Linked DNA regions of Triticum aestivum: region 1 is linked to region 2. A link is a contact called in public Hi-C data. All regions are on one chromosome and are shown on one strand. The core of a region is the stretch at or near the end of the contact, and the rest is flanking DNA. Distances in the headings are between cores, read along the strand shown.

What was found. A called contact is a pair of places that touch in the nucleus more often than the background predicts.
Region 1: a contact with region 2 is called in a Hi-C map of leaf, with 6 times the contacts expected there. The contact joins the enhancer-like site here to the promoter of LOC123085744 in region 2. A contact is called at or near these places in 2 of 5 Hi-C or Micro-C datasets (both in leaf) and 1 of 1 datasets of contacts at active chromatin or transcription factors (leaf).

The regions. Positions count from the first base shown.
Region 1 is chr4A:171,804,647-171,809,783 of IWGSC CS RefSeq v2.1, forward strand. It overlaps the pseudogene LOC123085745. Among protein-coding and RNA genes, the nearest start is that of LOC123081908, 150 kb to the right of the region's middle. Within about 2 kb of position 2,660, at least 6 of the 8 cell types and tissues checked have an H3K27ac peak or open chromatin away from gene starts, as enhancers often do. A contact at or near this core is called in leaf, where this site is marked.
Region 2 is chr4A:170,895,809-170,901,179 of IWGSC CS RefSeq v2.1, forward strand. LOC123085744 (phospholipid-transporting ATPase 1) reads right to left here and starts at 1,906. Exons shown (of 7, transcript XM_044507440.1): 1 at 165-1,906. The coding sequence starts at 1,797.

The DNA of each region.
Region 1 (5,137 bases), core at 1,410-3,909, 910 kb after region 2:
GACAGGGCATACGATGTTCATCCAATTGGTAATACCCACCATTTTCCCAGTAATGTATATCATCCATAAGATCCCCGCGATACAAAATTGATGGTTCAACAATTCGATCTAGCTCGGCAGGACCACCCTTTTTTTCACTTCAAGCGAGAGCAACCACAAGGTCTTGTCCCTTGCTTGTTAAGTTTCAAATGCTTTCTTTCGCCCCCTTCCCATTTTGTCCGATTACAAAGCCCAGCTCCAATATCTAGAAAAGAGAAGTCCTGCTTCAAACCACAGAAAGCTATATGTACCTGCTTCCTGAGTTCTGACCACGCAGAAGGGAATGCAAGAACGCACCAAAGGATTGTACCTGTTTGAACTACAACCACGACACATATTTTGAAGTGAGGGAGTACATATTAGCAGGCGGTGAATTTCAGATTCTCGAACAAGCAAAACTACTAAAGGGGAACAAGGCAGGCACGATAATTCCAATTGGCACTCAGATTTAACCCATACAGCTACCATACAATTTACTGGCAGAGGATTACCCACAATACTTGCTGGTACTACTAAAGTACTGCTTCTACTTCTACGCTTCTAGCGGAGAGGCGGGAAGGCAGGCTTGACAAGTAGTAAAAATCTATCAAGCCTGCACTCTACACAACCATGAGAAAGTACAACCTGTACACACCAACAACAATCGGGAAACTGTACAGAACCAATGGACGCGATCTCATCTTCCTGATGAGACCAAGGTCCTCTCTCCGGAGCCCTGCCGCACCAATGGTTTTGCCGGTGGAGGAAGCCTTGGGCTCCCAGGAGCAATGACCTCGGAGTCTCCACTCGGAACTGATTCTGGCAGCTTCGTGTAGGTGAACTGCAGGTCCTTGTTCGCAGCCAAGGCCAGCAGCTCAGACTCCTCGAGGCCCCTGGTTGGGCCAATGCTACACCTATCCGGATTGTGCTTGGCAAGCGCATCCCTGAACTTCTTTATCTGAAAAGACAATTGCCACCATAGTAAGCATCTCATCAAATGGTAAATCATACGCTTGACTACACGTCTAGAATAAGATGAGACCATAATATGTTCCTTCAAATTCAGTGAAAGACCTTCGATCCCTACACTACCAGTAAGCTCCAAGTAACGCTATATGGAAGGCTTTCAAAGCCTTGATAGGTAAGTTTGGGAGGATCTCTTGGAACTTAAAACATGGTTTGTTTGTTTCTGACTCCTCTCGCGGTCTATAATTCACAGGAGCATGAAAGGGCACATGACCAGATTAGTATCTTACGGTTGCGTTAGTACAGCTGAAGCTGCAGAGGCGGCCCTGGGCTCCCCGGTAGAACCTGAAGAAGGGCAGAACATGGACATGGAGGCTGTAGCACATCGATTTGTGTTCCTCGTAGTTCACTTGCAAGAACAGCACATCTGGGTTCTGTTCCGCAAACTGGCAAATCTGCATAGGGAAATAAAATAATTTAAGAACACCGCAAATTTTTACATCACACGACGGTGGAGCTTCAGAACTGTAGTATTATCAACATTTCCGCAGCCATGATTTTCACCTTGGGGTGGAGGGCACGGCAGCCGCCGCAGCCAGGGGAGAAGAAGTCAACGACGACGAGCCTGTCGCCGGCGTTGGCCAGCGAGTCGACGAGGTCCTGAGCGGACTCAATCTCCCTCATGTTGGGCTGCAGACCCTTTTCCCACCACTTGGTGGATTTCGCAAACGCAAGATTCATCTGCGACAGAACATACTGGCTCAGCATATTGGCCCCGCACACCACAATAGTCGGAGATTAGTTGCAAAATAGCAGAAAGTCAAATATAGGTGTTCAACTCTGCATGCGGATGAGATTCGGATAGAATGACTATATCAGCGAATTTATCGCGGACAACAGGTTAAGTCAGGGAAAATATATATAGCAATATAAAATAAAAAATAGGGCACCGACGATCAAAAGAGAATCGCAGCCAACAGAAAAATGAATAAACTAGAGCGGAAAATTAAATTTACCTGCACCGGTGAGGCGACTAGATTCCGGGAAACGAGCTTGGATCTCCTGGGACCGACCGTGAGCCTAGCGCCAAGAAACGGGCTCTTCCTGCCGATCCGCACGGCCGCCGGCGCGCAGGGCGACATGCGGGCCGCCACGGCACCGCGCCGCCGGGCACCAAATCCTGCGGCCCGGTTGCCGCACGGCGAGACCAGGGTCCCTTTGGCCACCGCCTGCACCGTCGCCATAGCCGCTCGCCGTCAAGAGAGAGGGAAACACAGGAGGAGAAGCCGAGAGGGAAGAAACGCAAAGAGAGGAGAGGAGAGGAGAGAGGGGGGATTGGAAGCGGCGAAGAAAAGTAGCGCCTTTTAAAAAGGAGGCCCACGGATGAAAGCAAGCAACGCGAAGTAAAAAAACTGCCGCGTTTTCTTCCCTTTTTGCTGGTAAAATGTCCCCCGCCGACTACTACCAGTCGTCCGACGCATCGATGGGGCGCCCGATGGTCGCCACGTAGTCAAGAAGCTTCTCGTCTTCTTTTTTTTTCGCAGCTGCACAGGATGGATATGTACCGGATAAGGATGATAAATTGGGGCTCACAACTCACGCGCCCGTAGGGGTAGGGAAGGGAGACGCCACGTGTGGGAGAGAGAGCTGGGTGTAAACACTCGGGGACTCGTGGCAGTTTCTTCTGGTCATGGATGAGGTTGAGGCCCCCACGTTCAGCGAGTAGTGGCAACCGGATGGGTCACCGTTGAACCGTGATCGGTCGGTTTTCGTCTGGTGGTACACCTCTTTCCTTCCACGTCGACGAACTAAGTGCCACACACAGAGATACCAAAAGAGTAGATTCTACTCACATGTTACTTTTTGATTATTTTCTACTCCTTACATTCCTTGAACTAAATCCACGACAATAATTTTGAAACTCTCGCGAAGGTTAATTCGTGGTGCTGGTTTGGAAATCGACTTGATCTCATAAATAGATTTTTTTAAACGAGTTGGCAAAAGAAAACCACTGTTGTGCTTATCTGCACAATTGCTAAGCATGCTTAGTTGTACGCAGGTGCTAAATTTTTGGGCGAGCTGAACGAGCAGCTAGACCACTACTATTGATAGTAAACTGATTTGGATATTGGATATGGATGATATTATGCGGTGAGCTTTTAGCGGCCTCCTATTCATAGTAACCGAATTCGGATAAAGGATGGCTTTGTGTGGTTGAGTGATAGCGCGATTGTACACGCACTTGCAGCTCTCTATTCATAGCTGATGATACCATGAACACGAACATGAGTTATCTACTTTAAGACCCGGATGCGGTTCGAACTAATTGTCGGCCGTGAATACAATCACATCACATCTATTTGCATTCAAACTATTTTTCCAAGGTTTTCTTTTGAAGACTGGCCGTAGAACAACCGTTCTGCTATATTTTACTCATTATTATAATAAAACAATAAAGTCAATCCAAGTACAAAGAAAAGGAGAAAAAAATTAGGAAAAGTAAACTAATGAAACAAAAGGGAACAAGAGGCACTCAACTAATTTCACTTCTAGGAATTATCTAATGGATCAAATAAGAATGTCAATCCAGTCATTCATAACCGTAGACTTAGCATCTTTGAGTCTTGAACTGATAATAGAAGATCTTCCTTCAGCAAAAGTATAGGATCGAGAGTATATTGACCAGACGGCGGAGGGGGGGTGAATGAGAGATTTAAAATTTCTTTCAAAACTTGAAATCTCTCGGTACAAGACAACGGAAATAAAACTAAGAGAGAACAAATCTCTGAAAGAAAATTACTCTACAAAGTAAATATGACAAAACAGATAGACTAGACGAGCGACTATATGTAGGAGATGATAATCTTGCGGGTATAGAACCACAATACTTTGAGATCTATGACGAAGACAAGGAATGGAAACAAGATTACCAACATCGATAGAATTATATACACAAAACAATACACACAACACAGATGAAAAACATACACACTACCGAGGGATGTTCATGAGAGAAATGCTAAGTTGGATGACTAGATGGCATCAAATATAGAGCAAACGAAAATATAGACAAACAACCCTAAGCACGAAAACTGCAAATATACAACACGACATGGTTACAACAATGATAGACATGCTTAAATGATTCCTGATGGAATTGTACCGAAGAACAACACAACAGATATATCTCAGCCGAGAATAAATTACTAAAGATAAATGCGGACACAAAAGTAACCACGGGTGCTCGATGGCGACAGATGATTTGGTGACCAGTTCGCTCTTGTGCAGACGAGCTATATCTAGTTGGAGGGACTTGTGATTAAATACACGAGATAAATTTCACTCGGGGTAGATTCTTATTGGCAATCTCCAAACCTTTAACACAGCTTGCTTACGGAGACCATAATTACTCTTGCTCCTCAGGCAGACGCCTAAACATCTAGAAAGTTAGCAGCTCTCAAGAGTAATAGGCACAAGAACTCTCAACTTAGATCTACTCTGATGCTCGACCACAATCTAAGTTATCTAGCTCTTGGTTTTCTCTCAATGGATTTACTCAAATCGCTCAGAGAGGGGTGCTTAATCAATGTTCTTAAAATTTCAAGCAGAGCTACCAACCATCTTAGTTGGTGCAGGTTGGCTATTTATAGCCACCGCAATCCCGAATTGGAATGACCAATAAGGACCTGAAGCCCAAAGGATGCCCAACCGACATGTTTCCAATAAGGACCTGAAGCCCAGAGGAAGCCTGAATGGCAACTTTACTTGAGGAATAAGTAAAGCTGACTCCTCTGCTAGAGCACTTCTCTCGCAGCCTAGAAGAACATCGTCTCTGGCTGGAGAGTGAATACTTTTCGATTGATAAGATTTTGTAGGATCGAAAGTATGTCTAGAGGGGGGGTGATTAGACTACTTGACCAAATAAAAATCTAGCATTTTTTCAATTTTAAGTCTTGGTAGATTTTAGCAACTTAGCACAAGTCAAGCAATCAACCTACACATGCGAGTATAAGAGTATAGCAGCGGAATGTAAATCATTGCATATGAAGGTAAGGGGAGCAGTTTAGAGGGAGCAAACACAATGTAGACACAGAGATTTTTGGCGTGGTTCCGATAGGTGGTGCTATCATACATCCACGTTGATGGAGACTTC
Region 2 (5,371 bases), core at 656-3,155:
CATGGCGATCGTCCTAGCACGCAACACACTGGCGAGTGACATGTCTTCTAGTAGTATTAGTTTTCTTACGGTCAGATAATGCCAACGCCGCCGCTCAAAATCGGTGATTAGCCAACCAAGCTTACCGCTGGTGAAAATTTCAACCAAAACAAACATTTGCTTACCTTGCACGGCATGTCCGTCCTCCTCGCCGCCGTCGGTCTCGCTGAAGTCGCGGCCTTGCACGCTGGCGCAGCGGAACTCCATCCGATTCTGCGTGAGCGTGCCGGTCTTGTCGGAGAAGACGTACTTGATCTGCCCGAGGTCCTCGTTGATGTTGAGCGCCCGGCATTGGAACCTGGCCTGGCTCTTTTCGTCGAACATGTGCTCGTCCTGCACCATGAAGTATGCCTGCCCCACCCTGATGAGCTCCATGGAGATGATGAGCGCGATGGGGATCATCACCTGGAACTGTATCACCGCCGACATGAACGTGAACACCACCTGCACGCCCGTGCCGTACCAGTTGTACCTCCCGTGGCCGTGCTCAGCAGCCCCAGAGTAGTCGTATTTGTGGAAAAAGGGGATGATGCCGAGCCGGTCCACATGGTCACCCATCCAGATGCCGGTGAGGAGAGACACCACCGAGCAGAGAACGACCAGAGCCACGGCCAGCGCGATGATTTCGCGGTTCATGTGCGTCTCGAGGCGGCTGCGCTTGGATGGCGCACCCGAGCTGTTGAGCACCACCTTGGTGTCCCGGCCGGTGTACACCGCCACTCCGATGGCCCAGACCGTATTCTTGAGCTCGCAGCCACGGAGCATGACGTTGGAGGCGCCGAGGGAGATGGCGCGGCGGCCGTTGAGGTCCACGGTGGCGAGGAAGCCGTAGATGTTGCGGTTGGGTTTCTCGCACTTGATGACACCGGCGAGCGCCTCCGGCGGCGTGGACATGGTTTCCTGCTTGGCGTAGCGCGTCTTGAGGTTGGACTCGCCGTCGAGGTTGATGGTCTGGATGTAGGCCACGCCGGTGGGGTCGCTCGTGGACACAAGCACCATGTCGCACGGCAGCGTCTCGTTAGCCACGAGACGCACCACGTCGCCGACCTGAATGTCCTTCCAGCGCTTCGGCCGGAACACGCCGTCCGCGAGCACAGACGCCGTGCGGTTGTTCTCGTTCTTGTCTGACCGGTGGCGCCTCCAGTCCTCGTACGCGTCCTTGACTGCCGTGACGCCGAGCACGAAGGCCAGCGGCAGAACGCCCGCTTCCTTGGAGAGCACGAGGAGTTGCGGCACGAAGTTGAGCACCGCCAGGACGAGGAAGTAGATGTAGGCCACCCTGTGGAACTGCTCGTAGAGGTTGCGCGGGATGAAGGTGAGGACGGAGTACTTGGAGGTGTGGATGGAGTTGTCCGGGAACATGGCCGGCGGCGCGTTGGTGCGCGGCGCGTCGTTGATGTAGACGAACCGGGCGTCCTCGTCGCGGAGGTCCCGCTGCGAGCCGGCGCGCTCGGACGCGGATCGCCTGGTGGACGACCGCGAGACGCTGGACGGCCTGGACCGGGCGGTCCGGAAGCTGTCGAAGGACGGCGAGGTGGATTCCGGCTTGGAGGGCGACCGGAAGTCGGCCGCGAAGGTGACGGACGAGGTGTCTGGCGCGGACCGCAGCGAGCGCGATACGGACGGCGAGTGCTTCAGTATCGGCGACGGCACCGGGTCCGGCATCCTGGCGGGCGGGTCCATATCTGCTCCGGTCGCTTGCTGCGGCCGTTGCAATTGCAACGGATGTGGTGGCGGCAATTGCCCTTGCGGCCGCATGCTGGTGTACGTAGCACGTGGAAGAGTACGTAGTACTAACTAAAGCACCCAGCCGCTAGGCGCAACTAGTACTATGTTCAGATTGGATTTAGCCAAGCGAGGAACAAGAAGGGATGATTACTTGATTTGTCTGCACTGGAGTTAACGAGATCGGCCAAAGGTTTTGGAGGGATCGCTTGGTCGTTTGCGCGAGACAGGCGGGGAGTTCGAAGGGTCTGCAGACTCCAGCTGTGTTATCAATTCGCGGGGAAGGAGAGGAGAAGCTTTGCTGCGAGTGCGAGTGCGACGGCCAACTCTCTTCCAGATGGAAAATGGTCAGGGACTGCAGATGGAAATTAGTCAGGGACGGCGGGTGCTCAAATTGGACCGGAAGGCGTCAGGCGCTGATGCGCATGGACCGAGTCCAGGGGGTTTGTGGGCCCCGGATTTTGCTACCTTAGGCTTTTTTTAAAGTAACTTTTTCTTTTTCTTTTTCTTAGAAGTATTTATTAGCTTGTTGACTTAATTTTTATCGGGGAGCGCTATATGATGGTAGCATCCAAAAATAAGACTCGCAGGAGAACTTGGGCTCTCTCAGAGCTTAGACTAGTCACGGTGGGGAGTAACTTAGAGTAGTAACATGCGTATGTTACTATTTCCACAGTGGACAACAACATATGTGTTGTGTTATGCATAACTTCATTTATTAGGTTCTAGACTCATCTTTTTTTAATATGTGTGATATTACAGTAACTACTATGTTACCATATGCCTCTCTTTTCTAGACTCATCTTTTCTTGATATGTGTGATGTTACAGTAACTATTATGTTACCACATGCATCTCTTTCTTCATTAATTACATGCCATATCATCTATTTTTTCTAAATAAGTGTGATGTTATCACCTATGTTAGGTAGTCTTAAAGCATTTTAACCGTCGGATCGGTTTGCTTGATGCGTTTTGACCTGTAGGATCCCCCTCCTGATCGATCTTCCGCCGGATAAAAAACTAAGCACTATATCAATGAACAGTGCACTCTCCAGCAAAAATACCATGTGCCACCACATGTAATTTCCATGCCCCGCCGAGGGTACGAGTGGTATTTCGCGTGATCCATTGTGACGCGCCCTACACCGATGCGCTGCTCCATCCCCAATCAGGGGAGATGCTAGGGTTTGGTCTCTCTCCTCTCATTCTTCTCTATCCCTCTCACTCACGCCGGTGCCACCGCCGCCACCCGCTAGCATCTGTTCCCGTCTCGCCGCCCCTTCCCCGTCGCTCCTCCTTCTCCTCCATTGCCAAGAGAGGCCCGGTCTCGCTCGGGCCGCTGCTCCTCCATCAAGTCCGTGCATCAGCGTTGTTAGGAGGAGTGGACGCTGCAGCTCATGCACTCTGCTCCTCCTTGGACTGCAGCACGGGCAAAGACGTCGATCACGCTCTGTGCGTCCCCGACATCATCGTTGCCGCCTCTTCTCCACCCCCTTTGCCGCTCCTCAGTCGGCGTTCTTGGTGAGCACCAGGCCCTTCTACCCTACCGTCGGCGCCACCTCCTTGCGAGATTTCGGCCATGGCGGGCTCCCCCACCCTCCCCTCCCACCCTCGTGATGTCTACTACACAACTTGTTCTTCTAGACTCGTGTTGGGCCTCCAAGCGCAGAGTTTTTTTAGGATAGTAGCAAAATTCCCTCAAGTGGATGACCTAAGGTTTATCAATCCATGGGAGGTGTAGGATGAAGTTGGTCTCTCTCAAACAACCCTGCAACCAAATAACAAAGAGTCTCTTATGTCCCCAACACACCAAATACAATGGTAAATTGTATAGTGCACTAGTTCGGTGAAGAGACGGTGATACAAGTGTAGCAATGATAGTAGATATTGATTTTTTTAATAGCAACAATAAAAAACAGCAAGTTAGCAAGTAACGAAAGTGAGCACAAACGGTATTGCAATGCTTGAAATAAGGCCTAGGGTTCATACTTTCGTTAGTGCAATCTCTCAACAATGCTAACATAGTTAGATCATATGGCAATCCCTCAACATGCGATAAATAATCACTCCAAAGTTCTTATCCGGCAGAGAACATAAGATGAAATTGTTTGTAGGGTACGAAACCACCTTAAAGTTATCCTTTCTAATTGACCTATCGAGCTATTCCTATAAGTGTCACAAACAGCCCAAGAGTTCGTACTAAAATAACATCATATGATACACATCAACCAACTCTAATGTCACCTAGATACTCCAATATCACCACAAGTATCCGTGAGTTAATTATACGATATGCATCAAACAACTTCAGATTCATAATACTCAATCCAACACAAAGAATTTCAAAAAATGCCCTAAGATTTCTACCGGAGAAACAAAGACGAAAACGTGCTCAACCCCTATGCATAGATTACCCCAGTGTCACCTCGGGAATCAACGAGTTGAGTGCCAAAACATACAATAGTGAATCAATATGATACCCCATTGTCACCACGGGTATTCATAGCAAGACATACATCAAGTGTTCTCAAATCCATAAAAGTATTCAATCCGATAATAATGAGATCTCAAAGGTAAAACTAAATCCATCACAACAAGATGGAGAGGGGAAAACACCATATGTTCCAGCTATATTAACAAAGCTCGCGATATATCAAGATCATGCCAGAACACGAGAGAGAGAGAAAGAGATCAAACACATAGCTACTAGTACAAACCCTCAGCCCCGAGGGTGGACTACTCCCTCCTCATCATGGTGGCCGCCAAGATGGCGAAGATGGCCTTCGGTGATGATTTCCCCCTCCGGCAGGGTGCCGGAACGAGCTCCCGATTGAGTTTTCGTGGCTATAGAGGCTTGCGGCGGCGGAACTTCCGATCTAGGGTTATTTCTGGGGGTTTCTATATTTATAGGATTTTTTGCGTCGGTCTCACACTAAGATGGGCTTCAAGGGGCCCACTACCCACCAGCACACACCGGAAGGGGGTGGCGCGCCCAGGTGGGTAGTGACCACCTCCTGGCTCTTCTGGCCCTCACATGAAGCTTCTAATGCCTCTTTTCCCAAAAAAATCATCAAAAAGTTTCACTGCGTCTGGAGAACTTTGACTTCTGCACAAAAAACAACACCACGGTAGTTCTGCTGAAAACAGCGTCGGTCCAGGTTAGTTTCATTTAAATCATATAAAATTGCACCCAAACCATATAAAATTGTTGTAAACATGGCATGAGTACTTCATAAATTATAGATACGTTGGAGACACATCAGCATCCCCAAGCTTAATTCTTGCTCGTCCTCGAGTTGGTAAATGATAAAAGAAATAATTTATGAAGTGTGAATGCTAGCATAATGCATAAGTTTGATCAATGATAATTTCAATCACTTTTCCTAGCATCATAACAACAACTCTTTCTCATAAAACTCATCATGATAAAGTAGAAATCAATTCACATGTTACAGTTCAAACAATGCCTTCTCTTGAAACTTAACAACCTATGTTCTTAGTCACCAAACAATTGCAATTCAACTTATTCTCAACAAAGTCTAAGTAAGAGCTCCACATACTCAATCATGACTACAAAAAAAACCACTTCCATGATGATACGTGTTT